Linked DNA regions of Oryctolagus cuniculus: region 1 is linked to region 2. Evidence: chromatin contacts called from public Hi-C data. All regions are on one chromosome and are shown on one strand. The core of a region is the stretch at or near the end of the contact, and the rest is flanking DNA. Distances in the headings are between cores, read along the strand shown. Region 1 holds the start of FAM91A1 (family with sequence similarity 91 member A1). Region 2 holds the start of FBXO32 (F-box protein 32).

The links. Hi-C and Micro-C count contacts between places; a contact is called where the count stands out from the background.
Region 1: a Hi-C map of an unstated tissue shows a contact between it and region 2, with 1.6 times the contacts expected there. The contact joins the promoter of FAM91A1 here to the promoter of FBXO32 in region 2. A contact is called at or near these places in 2 of 6 Hi-C or Micro-C datasets (psoas muscle and an unstated tissue).

What each region holds. Positions count from the first base shown.
Region 1 is chr6:149,491,844-149,497,731 of mOryCun1.1, forward strand. FAM91A1 (family with sequence similarity 91 member A1) reads left to right here and starts at 3,737. Exons shown (of 24, transcript XM_008255884.4): 1 at 3,737-4,065. The coding sequence starts at 3,994.
Region 2 is chr6:149,259,031-149,265,877 of mOryCun1.1, forward strand. FBXO32 (F-box protein 32) reads right to left here and starts at 4,434. Exons shown (of 9, transcript XM_002710762.5): 1 at 4,293-4,434. The coding sequence starts at 4,408. LOC103348125 (a long non-coding RNA gene) reads left to right here and starts at 4,295. Exons shown (of 7, transcript XR_011389322.1): 1 at 4,295-4,495.

The DNA of each region.
Region 1 (5,888 bases), core at 2,487-4,986, 230 kb after region 2:
AAGCCCAGGCACAGGTGGGAAATAAAAAATGTTTACAGTGAGGGGTCAGCGTTGTGGCACAGCAGGTTAAGCCTGCCACCTGTGAGGCCAGCATTTCATATGGGGACTGATTCAAGTCCTGGCTACTCTACTTCCAATCCAGCTCCTTGCCAAAGTTCCTGGGAAAGCAGGGGAGGATGGCTCAAGTACTTGGACCCCTGCACCCACATGGGAGATCCAGATGAAGCTCCTGGCTCCTGGCTTTGGCTTGGTCCAGTTCTGGCTGTTACAGCCATTTGGGGAATGAATCAGCAGATGGAAGCCCTTTCTATCTCTCCCCCCCACCCCATCTCTAACTCTGACTTTCAAATAAATAAATAGAAAATGCTTACAGTGGCTTCTTCCTTTTTTCTTTCTTTTGGACAGTGTTACCTAGCCTCACTTAATCCCTGAGCCCTTTCTCAGAAAAAAAAAAGGTGATAGCTTGTGTATGGCAAAAAATAAAGCTAAAGAGAATTATTTTCCTAAAGGTATTTACATTTGAGTTACACAGACGATAATTATAAAATTGGAGGCATTGGCTGTTTAGGTATTGGAATACTTTGAGGTTGGGGAAATGTATTAATTTCTTATTGCTGCTGTGACAAATTACTGCAGACTTAGTGATTAAACCCACACATACTTCTTACCTTACAGCTCAGGATATGAGAAGTCTAAAATGTCTTGGCAGGGCTGTTCTTTGCGCTCCTAGAAGCTGCTCTTCTTGCTTGGTGTGTGGCTGTGAATCACTCCAACTTCTGCCTTGCATCACAGGGACCTCTTCCTCGCATCACTCCATCTCTGCCCTGGGTCACTCTGACCTCTGCTTTCACTGGCACATGCCCTTCTCTCACTCTGACCCCCCGCCTCCCTCTTATGAGCCCCTCTTTATATAATCTAGGATAATCGCCCTATCTCAAGACTTTATCATATCTGCAAAGCTCCTTTTGTCATGTAAGGTAATACATCCATGGGTTCTAGGGATTAGGATGTGGATATCTTTGGGGGGGGCATTTTTCTTCCTACTGGGTATGACATTCTGGGCTTTGTGAATGGGGTACTAGACAGTTCCCTCCAGGTAGGTTGCTTCTGCTCGTTAGTTCAGTTCTACTGGAATTTTAGGGATGGGATGGTTCTATTGTCTTTCTGAAGGGCTGGTTGTCTAAGCCTACTGGGTAATTTTCCTTCATCCAATCTGGGAAAGTTAGATAGGATGGAGTCTCATTGCACTTGTGTTTTGGAACACATTGCTTACCCACAAGATTTAGCTGGGCAGCAGCTTCTGGGATGGGTTTCTAACACCCTGTGTTTCTGATCTTTCTGGAATTTGAAAAGGACATGCTTGATAAAGGAGAAATAGTGGCAGCCTGAGTTAGGGAGCTAAAAGGATGAACAATATTACCAAAAAGGAGTGGTGATGGGGAGTGGGTGTTAAGCCTGGTGGTTAAGATGCTGGTTAGCATGCCTGTGCCCCATACCAGGGTACTGGGGCTCCATTCCCAGCTCCTGTCCCTGGCTCTTTCTGTCAGTGCAGACCCTGGGAAGCAGCAGTGATGGCTCAAGTGATTGGGTACCTGCCACCCACATGGGAGATCTGGGCTGTGCACCCTGCTCCTGTCTTTGGCCCTGGCCCAGTCCTACCTGTTGCAGGCATCTGGGGAGTGAACCAGCAGATGGGATGATGTAATGAGTGCTACATGTGGAGCCTAACATGCAATTATTTTTGACTTTTTGGCATCTGGATAGGATTTCTATTCCTGAGCTCCCCAGCAAAGAGAGAATTGGGCTAACCTAGAAACTACCTGAACTGCTTTGTTTCCAGCTACTCAAAGATTTGTCACTTCGGGGGAAAATGAGGCAGATCCATACTTTAATTAGCACCCTATAGCTCACAGACCAACTCTGACTCCACTCTCTGCTCTGAAGGGCTTCTTATTTGGATTCTTCCCATCATGTAGCTTCGACCCATTACTGTTTACACCTCCAAATTTCTATTTTTCTCAGCCGCATATTGAGTTAGAATCTTTTGTAGCCACTATGATCACATCTTCAAAAGTCTGTTCCTTATTGATTTAAAGGGAATATGTTTACCTTTAACTAGTTTTAGCAGTTAAGCAAGAGGGTATCTGCTAAACTCATCGTTTTTGTCAACAAATATTGAGTATAACATCAGCACATCAAAACTTACACAGAGTTGATAGGGCCCAGCTCCATTGTGACCAACTGGGGAGAGAACCAATGGATGGAAGACCTCTCTCTCTCCCTCTCTGACTTCCCTTCTCTCTGTGTGTAACTCTGACTTTCAAATAAATAAATAAATCTTTAAAAATTTTTTAAAAAGAAAATGCCTCACCATTAACCATCCCCATTGAATAGCACAGTAAACTCTCACTCACTGAACTATTCTACCCCGTGCTCCAGGTCTCAAAGCATTTGTCATTGGATGACATGAGACCAATATACCCATGCAGTGTGTACCATGGTTGCTTCAATTCCTCATTATAATGGGGTTTCTGCTTGCCAGCTGACGAGGTGCTGACAAGGCATCTTATAAAAAGTTCTAACAATGCTGTCGGTGAGCAATAAAACATTCTTTTTTTAATTTTTGACAGGCAGAGTGGATAGTGAGAGAGAGAGACAGAGAGAAAGGTCTTACTTTGCCGTTGGTTTACCCTCCAATGGCCGCTGCGGCCGGCGCACTGCGCTGATCCGATGGCAAGAGCCAGGTGCTTCTCCCGGTCTCCCATGGGGTGCAGGGCCCAAGGACTTGGGCCATCCTCCACTGCACTCCCTGGCCACAGCAGAGAGCTGGCCTGGAAGAGGGGAACCGGGACAGAATCCGGTGCCCCGAAGGGGACTAGAACCCGGTGTGCCGGCGCCGCAAGGAGGAGGATTAGCCTAGTGAGCCGCAGCGGCCACATTCTTTAAAACCATTCTTTAAGACTGAAAAATAGTTGCAAACACACTGTGTCTCTGGTTGCTGCCAGTAATAACAGTCATGGGCTTGCTTAGGCAGTGTGACAAATTCGGGGAGAAATTGTCCCCAAAGACTCTCTCACTGGCGCCGACATTAGGACACCCTGGATTCCGGCCTGTAAGAGCGACCCTGGAGGCGTGGTGTGGAGCAGGAGCAAGCAGAACCCAGGAGAGGGTGCATGTCCAAGGTTGCCAAGGCGCTGTCTCTCTTCCCTAGAGACCCCTTGGGCCACCTCGGTTCAGCAGCACAAGCTGTTTAAAATGTCAGCTCCCTGAATCCCTACAGGTTAAGAAGTTGGGATCCTCGAGGTAGCCCTCAACCTCCCTCTTCCACAAGGTAAAAGCACCCACTGGGCAATGAGGAAGGCTCATCATAGCTCTGCTCCACCACTGCCCCCCGCCTTAAGTTCAGTGCTGACCTGCAGAGAGCCCTGGTGGGCTCCCGGCTCTTCCACTATGGGAATCCAACTACGGCGCCTTTCCAAGTGGCTTCTCTGAGGCAGCCGACCCCAGTGCTTTAAACCCCCTGGTCTTGGGCCACATGGGAAACCGGGTCACCCTACAACCGCGGGGTAGAGCCCAGCGACCACCTTAACTCATCCAGACCCTGTAGGCGGACTACGTCCTCGGAGAGGGGGCGGTTACCACCAGAAGCCCCGCCCACCAGAGGGTAGTGGGCGGCACGGGAGGCCAGTCCGGCGCCCCGCCTCTCCGGCCGCGCACCCGCGGCAGGAAGTGACGCAGGCCCAGAAGCCACTTCCGGCCGGCCGAAACTAGGAAGAAACTCGGAGCCAGCCAGGCTCCCGAGCCACATCTTGCCGCCGCTCGTTTGACCTGTGGTCAGGGCCGCGCTGAGCTGTCGGGAGCCCTGGCCATGGGGCGGTCCGAGCCTTCCGCGGTGTGAGGCGCGGGGCCTCCCGCGGCCTCCCCTGACACGCAGAGGGCGGGCAGGCGGGAGGCGTCGTTACAGCTGCGGTCGCGGCCGCGGCTGCTGGCATCATGAACATAGACGTGGAGTTCCACATTCGCCACAACTACCCCTGGAGCAAATTGCCGGCCAACGTGAGGCAGGTACGGCCGGAACCTGAGGCTGGGTCCCCGGCCGGCTCGGCCCCGCCCCGCCGTCACCTGCTGGCCTCGCCCGCGGGCCCCAGGGTGGAGTGGGAGGGGGCGCGCTCCTCGGGGCTGACCCCCGCCCTGTCCATCTCCGGGTCGCGGGGAAACCGACCTGCGGCCCGGGGGCGAGGGTGTGGGGGCTGCTGTGGAGTCACGGGGGCCGAATGGCGCGGTTGCGAAAGGGAAAGGAATTGGTGTCCGCAGCGCTCGCTCGGCGCCTTTGCCCGCAGCCTCGGTTCGGCCACAGCCCTTGACCTCCAGGACTCGAGGATGGTGGGAGAGGGCTGCGAAACAGGGAGATGCGCGGCTCCTGCGCACCTCCGCTGTGGCGTCCGTGGGGCACGGCGGGGCATCGGAGTGTCCAGGGAGAATCGGGAGGATGCGTGCGGGCGGCCTGTGGATGGGGCCTTGGAGGACCCACGAGTTAGAAGAGGGAGAGGGAATAGGGTGGAGAGGAGCGAGCGACTGCCTTGCTCCTGGGTTGTGATTGGAGTTGAAGTTTGGCCATGGCGTGGGGGTGGTAGCAGCTGAGCTGGAGAGATAGGGCCAGATTCGGAAGGGGCTGTGCTTAGGTCGGATTTTATCCTCTAGACCAGAGGGTTGGTTCTCGTCGACAAGAGAGTGGCGTGAAGTTTTCGAGAGTTCACGTTTAAGATGCCGATCGTCGGTTACACTCAGTTGTTTAACGGATGTAGCTTTGAGGATCTGCTGGGTGCTTTGCCTTGGTTCTGGTCAGGTAAATTGCACTAATAAAGAATCAACAAGACAGAGACTCTGCGTTCTTGGAGCTTGGGTTTTAGCCACGAGAGACAGTGGACAATAGATGAGGAAATACATACCATGACAGGTGATGTTCAATCCTGTGTAACTATGGTTTCTCAGTTTTTCCTACTTTACCAGGGAGAGAATGAAATTTGTGGTCTTACTGGTGCCGAGTAGTTGAATTTGGGTGGTGAGGACATAAGGATTATTATAGTTCACTTTCCCCACAAACTTTCCCTCCTCCTTCCCACGTTGGGAACTTAACTCTAGTAAGGAAATAATGTAAGAATTTGGTGAAGTATCATTTGGCATCGAAAACTGCTTTCTAAGATAACCTAAAGCCAAGGAATGGAAAGATACATTTAAGGAGCTTGTGGTTCTTGGGTTGTCAGTGGCTGCCCATGAGGTGTTTATTTTGAAATGGACGAATGTGTAAGCTTTTCTTTCAGCTTGCAGGAGGGCTTTGGTGGACCCTTGTTGTTTAAGGTTTTGTTGCATATTTGAAGACTACTGGAAGAGCCAGCAATCCTTGTATTTTACTTTTTCCATATTCTATTTTAAATAAAAATGAACACAGCATAATGGAAGAAAGAGGAGAGATTAGAGTATGCCCAACATGAGTAATTGACTTTAATGTCATTTAACTTAGGATATCCTAAGACTGGCCATTTGTAGCTGTTGAAAAAAAATGTATTAAAAGTTACTTACATAGATTTGTCTAGCTTTACCACTGTTTCCCTAAATTAAGCTCCATGTTAGATTACTACATCATCTCTCTATTTAGGGATAGGACCATCCCATCCAATTCTTCACACTACACTAAAATGCAAATCCAACCCTGTCACTCCGGTCTCTTTTCTATTTCTTATGGTTTCTTCTTGAATCTCTGGTAATTCACTTTGGGTGGTTTCTTGTCTTCCGTATACATTGCCGTGACAAGATCCCTCGCCCATCGTAGAACGTACTCCACTAAGGTGCCTTTTCTGGGTTCATGGTTTGTACTCTGAACACCTGTT
Region 2 (6,847 bases), core at 3,184-5,683:
AGCCTTTGTGTAACATGTGAGTGTGTGTTTGTTGACTTGCATGACTGTCGCGGTACAAAATGCCTGACCAGTTGGTTATCTGCTCCAAGGTCAGCAGGAAGAGAGGGGGCAGGACAAAGAACGGAACAGAACCTCGAGTCCCCGAGGCTGACTTAAGAAATGTCAAAGCCAAGGCAAAGAGAACAAGATGGAAGCAAGATCACCTGAATGCCCGTGACGCACCAACGCTTTCATAAAGAAAAGTGAGAACACTCTGTGTGCAAAATGACCACACTTTGAAAGAAGCTCCCCTCTGCCAGACAACCACCACCTTCAGTGTACCTTCTACACACAGAGCCATCAAATGACGCTGCCTCGTTTTCGGTCTCAACCTTTGCCCCTCCAAGATGCTGCAGAAAACCTGCAGTGACCATACCTCAGACATCTGGAATATTTATATCTCATCATAGTCTTTTCTCACTAAAAGCACCCTCTCTAGAGGAATTCAAGCCCTTGCTTTTCCAGAAGAAGCTACCATAACCTGTTTTAAAGACTCTTTGCCAAAGAAGAACTTTACACAACAGATGAGGGTCTCTCACTGTGGAATGTAGGAAAGTTCATCCAAAGAGAACCCTTTCCATTTTTGTTTGGTGTTAGGTTTTGAATTCTGGAGTAGGCCTGAAAGAAGGGCTCTGGGGTTTATTTATGTTGCCCGCATCTCTATTTTTCTTTTAAGCAATAGCATATTCAGTTCAAGGCTGCTCTGAGAGTTCAATCTGTCCATTTCAAGGAAATGAAAAGCCAAAGGAAAATTGCAACTGAAATTTTTAACAAGAAAAACCACCACCGTTTAGGAATTGCAGAATTTATTATTTTTGTGAAAAGAAGCAAAACCATCTCAACAAGGCTGCTTTCGTCAGTGAACTTGATAATGCCAGCACGTTGCTATTTTGTAGTCAGTTCTTACTAATCTTGATTTTTATAGGCGTAAGCCTAGAATGAGCCCTTATCCGGACCCTACACCACCATCAAACTCATACCAACACACTTTAAGACTACTTCTGAAAAGGAGGAAACATTTCAAAATAAGGCCATAAATATAACCATGGCTGCAGATGAAGGAGGAATAAAAAAAAAATGAAGCCCATTTTTCATTTCATTTGCATTTAAGAAAGCTGTGTCCTGCCCCCAAAGCAATTAGTTGTAGTAATAGACACTTGATTACGCCCAGTGAGATTTCAATGCTGATTTGCTCTGATGTGAGTGTGATTCAAAAAGTCTATAGAAAAGTAGAATTAAAAGATAATTTTGGTGCAAGAAATTATAATTCCTGCATATGAGAGATCTTCAAAAAGTTCGTGGAAAATGCTTACTATGGATTAAAATCAAATATGGATTAAATTTTTTGCACCAAAATTACCTTTCAATCCTAGTTTTTTTTTTTCCATGATTAAAAAAAAAAATCCTTTGTATATAAACAGATCCCTTAAACTCACAAGGCTGGTATCTGGATTGCTAAAGGGAAACAAACAACCCAGTATATAAAGCTCTTAGGACAATGCCTGGGACACAGTCAGCACTCATAAAATCTTAACTATGCTTTTTTATCCAGTGCACTAAGGCCAACTTCCTGCTTCCTGGTCCAGCCCTAGCTGTACAGTAAGCCAGTATCTGAGTGGGTTTCCAACTGCAGCAGTATAGGCTTGGAGAAGAGTGCCCAAGGCTCAGAGAGCTTAGGTTACCCATCCTAAGGGGGAAGAGGGGGTGGCTGCTTAGGAGGGTTCTGCCTCGGCCACCACTTCCTTGAAGCATTCCTGGATTATCCCAGTTCATGGTGAGCTCCTTCCTTGAAGTTTTAATCTGTCCCACCAGACTTAACACTTGCTATTCCTCTTCTGTCTTACATAGTTTCACCTCTTTGAGAAGGAGCCAGCCCTGCTCTAAGTGGATCTGAAATCATCCCATGATCTCAGGCCTGGCCACTTGGCTGCGGTGGGATCTGTGGGAGGAGGACAGGACCCTGGACCACAGTCCCGCAGGGTCCAGAAAAGGTGTGCCATGTGGACAGGCCACGGTCAACACCAAGCCAGGCGCCCAGGCTGAGAAGTACCCAGTGCATCTCCATTCCTCTCTGGCTTGGGCAGCTCATGGAGAAGTCTGCCTGCTGTTGTCCTGTTTTGTAGCCCCGCCCCCTTCTCTGTGGGCTAACAGGAGAGCCATTCAGCTGCACCTATGTAGGCAGGCACTCTGCCCAAACCTGACATCACCAAGACGGAAAACAGTGGGGATATTTGAGATTACAAACCCAGACCTCAGAAGGCCCACTGCTTTTAAAAAGTTGGCAGACTTCTCATGCTAAGCAGGGAAGGGATTGTTTACAATGGCTGGGGTGGGGGTGGGGGGATTACCCTGCAAACAAACAGCCAGCTGCTTTGCTGGGAGACTATCAAATGATTCCTCAGCTCTGAGTCAGCGAGGGCCCACAGGTGGTCACCGAATCGGTCACTAGTTTTGACAATGATGATTGATGAGTTTGACAGCTCCAGTTCAGAAGGTGTAAAACAGGAAGAAAGGAGACTCAAGAAAGGAGGACAAAGGGGCAGGCAGCTACCCGATCCATCCCAGCCTCCTCTAAATGTCTGTAGTGCGTTAAGCCTATTTTCAGGTCTTCCAGGCTATGGAGAGGCACTGCCTTTTTTTTTTTTTCCCTAAAGGAGACAGACACCAATTTATCTCCTGGAGCAGGAGCAGGATAAGGGCTAACACCGTGACCAGAGCCTCCAGCTTGCTAGGCCATTGCTGCATCTTTCTGGATGGAATCTGACCCTTCGTTTGGAAATAAAGTACCAGAATGTTGGGTCATCATTGCTTTGGAACAAGCAGGACGGAGGGAAGCTCTACCCCCTTTGTGTTTTGTCCAGGAAGAACAAATTAGGCAGAGTGGGTAACTCCGGGAGTCTCAACTTAGTCTGCAGACAGCAGTTGGTCTTTTTATTTTCCTGCAAATAAATGATCTGATTTTGTACGAATTCTTCACAGACCCCTCCCCCCCTCCTGGGGCCACTTCAAAGCATCTTTCACGTGAAGGTTAATCAGCTCTTGTCTCTCCGGGACAGACCCCAGGATTCAATCATTTGTTTCTGTTCACTGAGAGACAAAGGGAATTTGATACATTAAGAAATCACAAACAAATGGGAGGCTCTGGAAACCAAGCTGGTTTCTTGATGCTCTTCTTAAACTCTACAGCCCTGGCTTCCTGCAAACAAGCACTGGCAACCCTCAATAAATGGGAGCCTGGCCCAGGTACGGAACTCCAGGTAGGGACGCAGAGGCCAGAGAGTTTAGCGGGAGGCAGTGGAAAAAGGAACCCCCGGGGGACTCCAGCTGCACCCATTCCCTCAGGGCCCCTTGCTCGGCCCTCCTTACAGGGACCAAACGGCCGGTCTCAGGAGTCAGCTGCGAAGGTCGGGGCCGGCAGATTCCAGACCACCTAGGTTAGCAGCGAAGCTGAGCACGGAGTTCAGGGACCCCAGACTTCCCCTCTGAACGACAGAGCCCAGGCGAGGGCTCACAGGTGCCAGTGGGGATGCGCGCGGCGCGCTCTACGGAGGGAACAGGTGCAAGCGCTGGCTCTCTCAGAAGCAGAGGGTTTCTGGGTTCCGTCCCCGCCTCCCTTCCCTCCTCCCTGTCTCTGAAGCCCTCAACGTTACCGCCGCTACTCAAGTCCTCCGGGAAGGCGCTGCGGCCCTAGGGACCATCCGGCCACCCCTTCCTGGTTACTCATCCTCTCTGCCTATTCCGCGGTCGCCCAGTGCGTGGGAAGAGCCTGGAGGCGCTCCCAGCTGGACCCGCGTCCAATCCCGACACCCGACTTGTGCCCCCCGGCGCGTGGGCGCTTAGTGCTGGGCGCGCTCCCCGGGGCGGGGAAAGGCGCACCGCCCTCTCGCCTGAAACCTCCCAAACGCGCAAATGGCGCGAGTCCGGGGGCCCCCTACAGCTGTGTGCTTGTTAGGGCGTCTGGGGACACGATTCCCGATTGTCGTCAGATTCTCAGAGGGATCGGGGTTCTGTTAGGAGTCGTGTCCACTTGGAGACCTTGACCTTGTCCAGGAAGAGAAACCAAGTTCCCCGTCTCCCGTCCTCTGGTGACCTCTGCAGACATCCTTGACACTCGTTTCCCCTGGGCAGGGCCCCCTCTTCATGCAGACCTGCCTGGCCCCCGTTCATCTGTCCCCGCCGCCTCCCAGTCCAGCCCAGCCCAGCCCAGCCCAGGTCGGTTCGCGGCGCTGGAAGTTGGCAGCGGGTCGCCTCACCTGCTGAGGTCGCTCACCAAGCTGCCGCTCTTCTCATCCAGGAAGCGCTTCCAGCCGTCGGCCGTCTTCACCCAGCTCTGACCGGGGGACCGCCAGTCCTGCCCGAGGAATGGCATGGCACCGAGAGCTTACGCGACCAACGCACGGGACGGGGCTGGCGGCCTCGGGCCGAGGCTCAGGGAACTGGGCCCGCGACGGGGCAGGTGCGGGGGATTGGCGCGGAGGGCTGCGGGCTGGGGTCGCGCCGCGGCAAGTCTGCGCTCGTGGGCTGCTAGCGCCGGCACTGGCGAGGGTGGCTGGGCGTCGCGCTCTGCGAGTGCTGCGCTCCTGGGCCGGCCGCACTATTTATCGCGGGCCGCTGGCCCCGGCTCTTTGTTGCCGGAAGAGCCGCCTGCCCTGGGCCCAGCCCCCCCGGCCCCGAGGCCACGTGGCTTTGTTTATGGGCTCGGCTTGTTTTCCGAGGCGCCCGCGGCTCCGCTCGCCTCGCGGTTGCACAACCGCGCGCCCGTGGAAACTCGAAGCGGCGCTGCCAGGCCAGCCTGCCCGCCGCCCCCGGCCCCTGGCAGCGGCGCGCGCCCTCCCCGCCCCCAGGGCACAGCTGCCGCGGCCGGAGAGAGAGCGAGGCCCGCGGCCTTGGGAGCTGGCGCCCCCGAGCTCCCGGGCCGGCTAGGTGCTGAGACGAGGCCCGCGGGGCGTCCAGGTCACTCGGCGCGGGCGAGGGACCGGGGCCAGCTTCCCTCGCGCCCCCGAGCCGTCACGATCAGGCTGCGCGCTCAGATCAGCCCTTGGGGGGCGCCCGCGGAGCGGGGGGCGGGCTTCGGCGCTGCTGGGGGGCGGGTAAAGGGGCGCAGCTTCGAGGTCTCACAGCTTGGACGCTTCCAGGGCGCCAGGGTTGGAGTTGGGGCAGAACCCGCAGTCCCCTCCCTCCCCGACCCAGAGCTGTCATTAACGCGACGGCTGTCGGGCCTGACTCCTCCGGGGACAGGGAAAGGGCAGGGCCCCACGGGTTGGGAGTGGAGAGCAGGGACCATCCCGATGCCACCCCGAGCACCCTACCCAGCGTGGCCAGCGAGCAGGGTAGGGGATCTCTGAGCCCCGCTCACTGTCTGAACCCTGCTGTAGAGCGCCGGGGCTGGGCTCCGTTCCAAGGAACCCTGTCCCCTCCTCCCCTCTCCGCTGGGCGGTGGCGCCCTCCCTGGGGAATTTCAGGCCGGAGTTTTGTTTTCGTTTCCATGAGAGCCCAGACGCCCACTGCGGGAGCTGCGGGGAGCAGACTGTGTCCCGGCGGGGGCCCGAGCCCTCACCTGCCCCGGTTTATTCACCTCGGTGGGCCGGCGAGGGCCCACGTGGCGGGCCCCAGAGAGGGGTGAAGCCCAGGCCCGCGCGGGCCTCGTGGCCTTTCCTTTTGGTTTTGTTTGGCTTTTGGCGAGCATCTCTCTATAGAATGAAACTCCAGTCGAGCTGATCTGATTCTTGTGACATCCTAGGCCAGGAGCGGGCCTTCAGCGAGTGTTTCTCGTAGAAGGGAGGGAGTGGGTGCAGGAGGCTGCTTGCCCTTCTTCCCCTCTTCGTGGGATGCTTTAACAGCCCCATCCGGTGGGGAGCAGACTGCGCGGTCGGTCGGTGGCAGCAAGATAAAGACCATCGCTTTGCACTGGATTCCCTGGTGCTTCTGTTCCCCTCCTCCACTTTGCAGTCTGTAAGGCTCAGAGCGGGCCGAGGAACGGCGCCTGCCCTGCGAGGCTGCTGTTGGAGGGAAGGGACTTGTTGGCAATAAAGCTTGTTTTCAATTAGCTGGGGTTTTCTGATTTACCTTTCCCACCATAAACACTTTATTAGTGTGCTGATAGTAAAATAGCTTGTAAGAACACTGCAGAAGGTCCCAAACAAATGTTAAACACTGCGGGCCTGCTGGGAGAGGAAGACGACTGTGGGGTCTGGTGTTTGTTGGAGAGAATTGATATCCACGAGGAAGTGAACTGTGGGGACCTGATCATTAAAGATGCTTGCTAGCTGTGTGGCTGCGAGCTTCGTCCCTGTGGAAACCACAGGGGGCCAGAGGGTAGAAGATTTGGACTTTTATTTTATTTGAAAGTCAGAGTTACAGAGAGAGAGAGAGAGAGAGAGAGAGAGAGAGAGAGAGAGAGATGTTCCATCTGGTTCACTCCCCAAATGGCTGCAATGGCTGGAGCTGAGTCACTCTGAAGCCAGCAGCCAGGAGCTTCTTCCAGATCTCTCACGTAGGTGCAAGGACCCAAGGACTTGGACCCTCTTTCACTGACCTACCAGGCCATCAGCAAAGATGCTGGATTGGAAATGGAGCAGCCGGGACTAGAACCGGCACCCATGTGGGATGCCAGCACTGCAGTTGGCAGCCTTACCTACTATGCCACAGTGCAGCCCTGAAGATTTGGATTCTAATTCTGCTGGAGCACTACCTGTGTGCCCTTGGTGAATGACAGACTCCTGGGGCTCCAGTTACTTAACTGTCTAGAAAAAATGGAGCTAATAAAGCCCACCCTTCAGGGTTGTTTAGGAAGTGTGGTAGCTTGGCT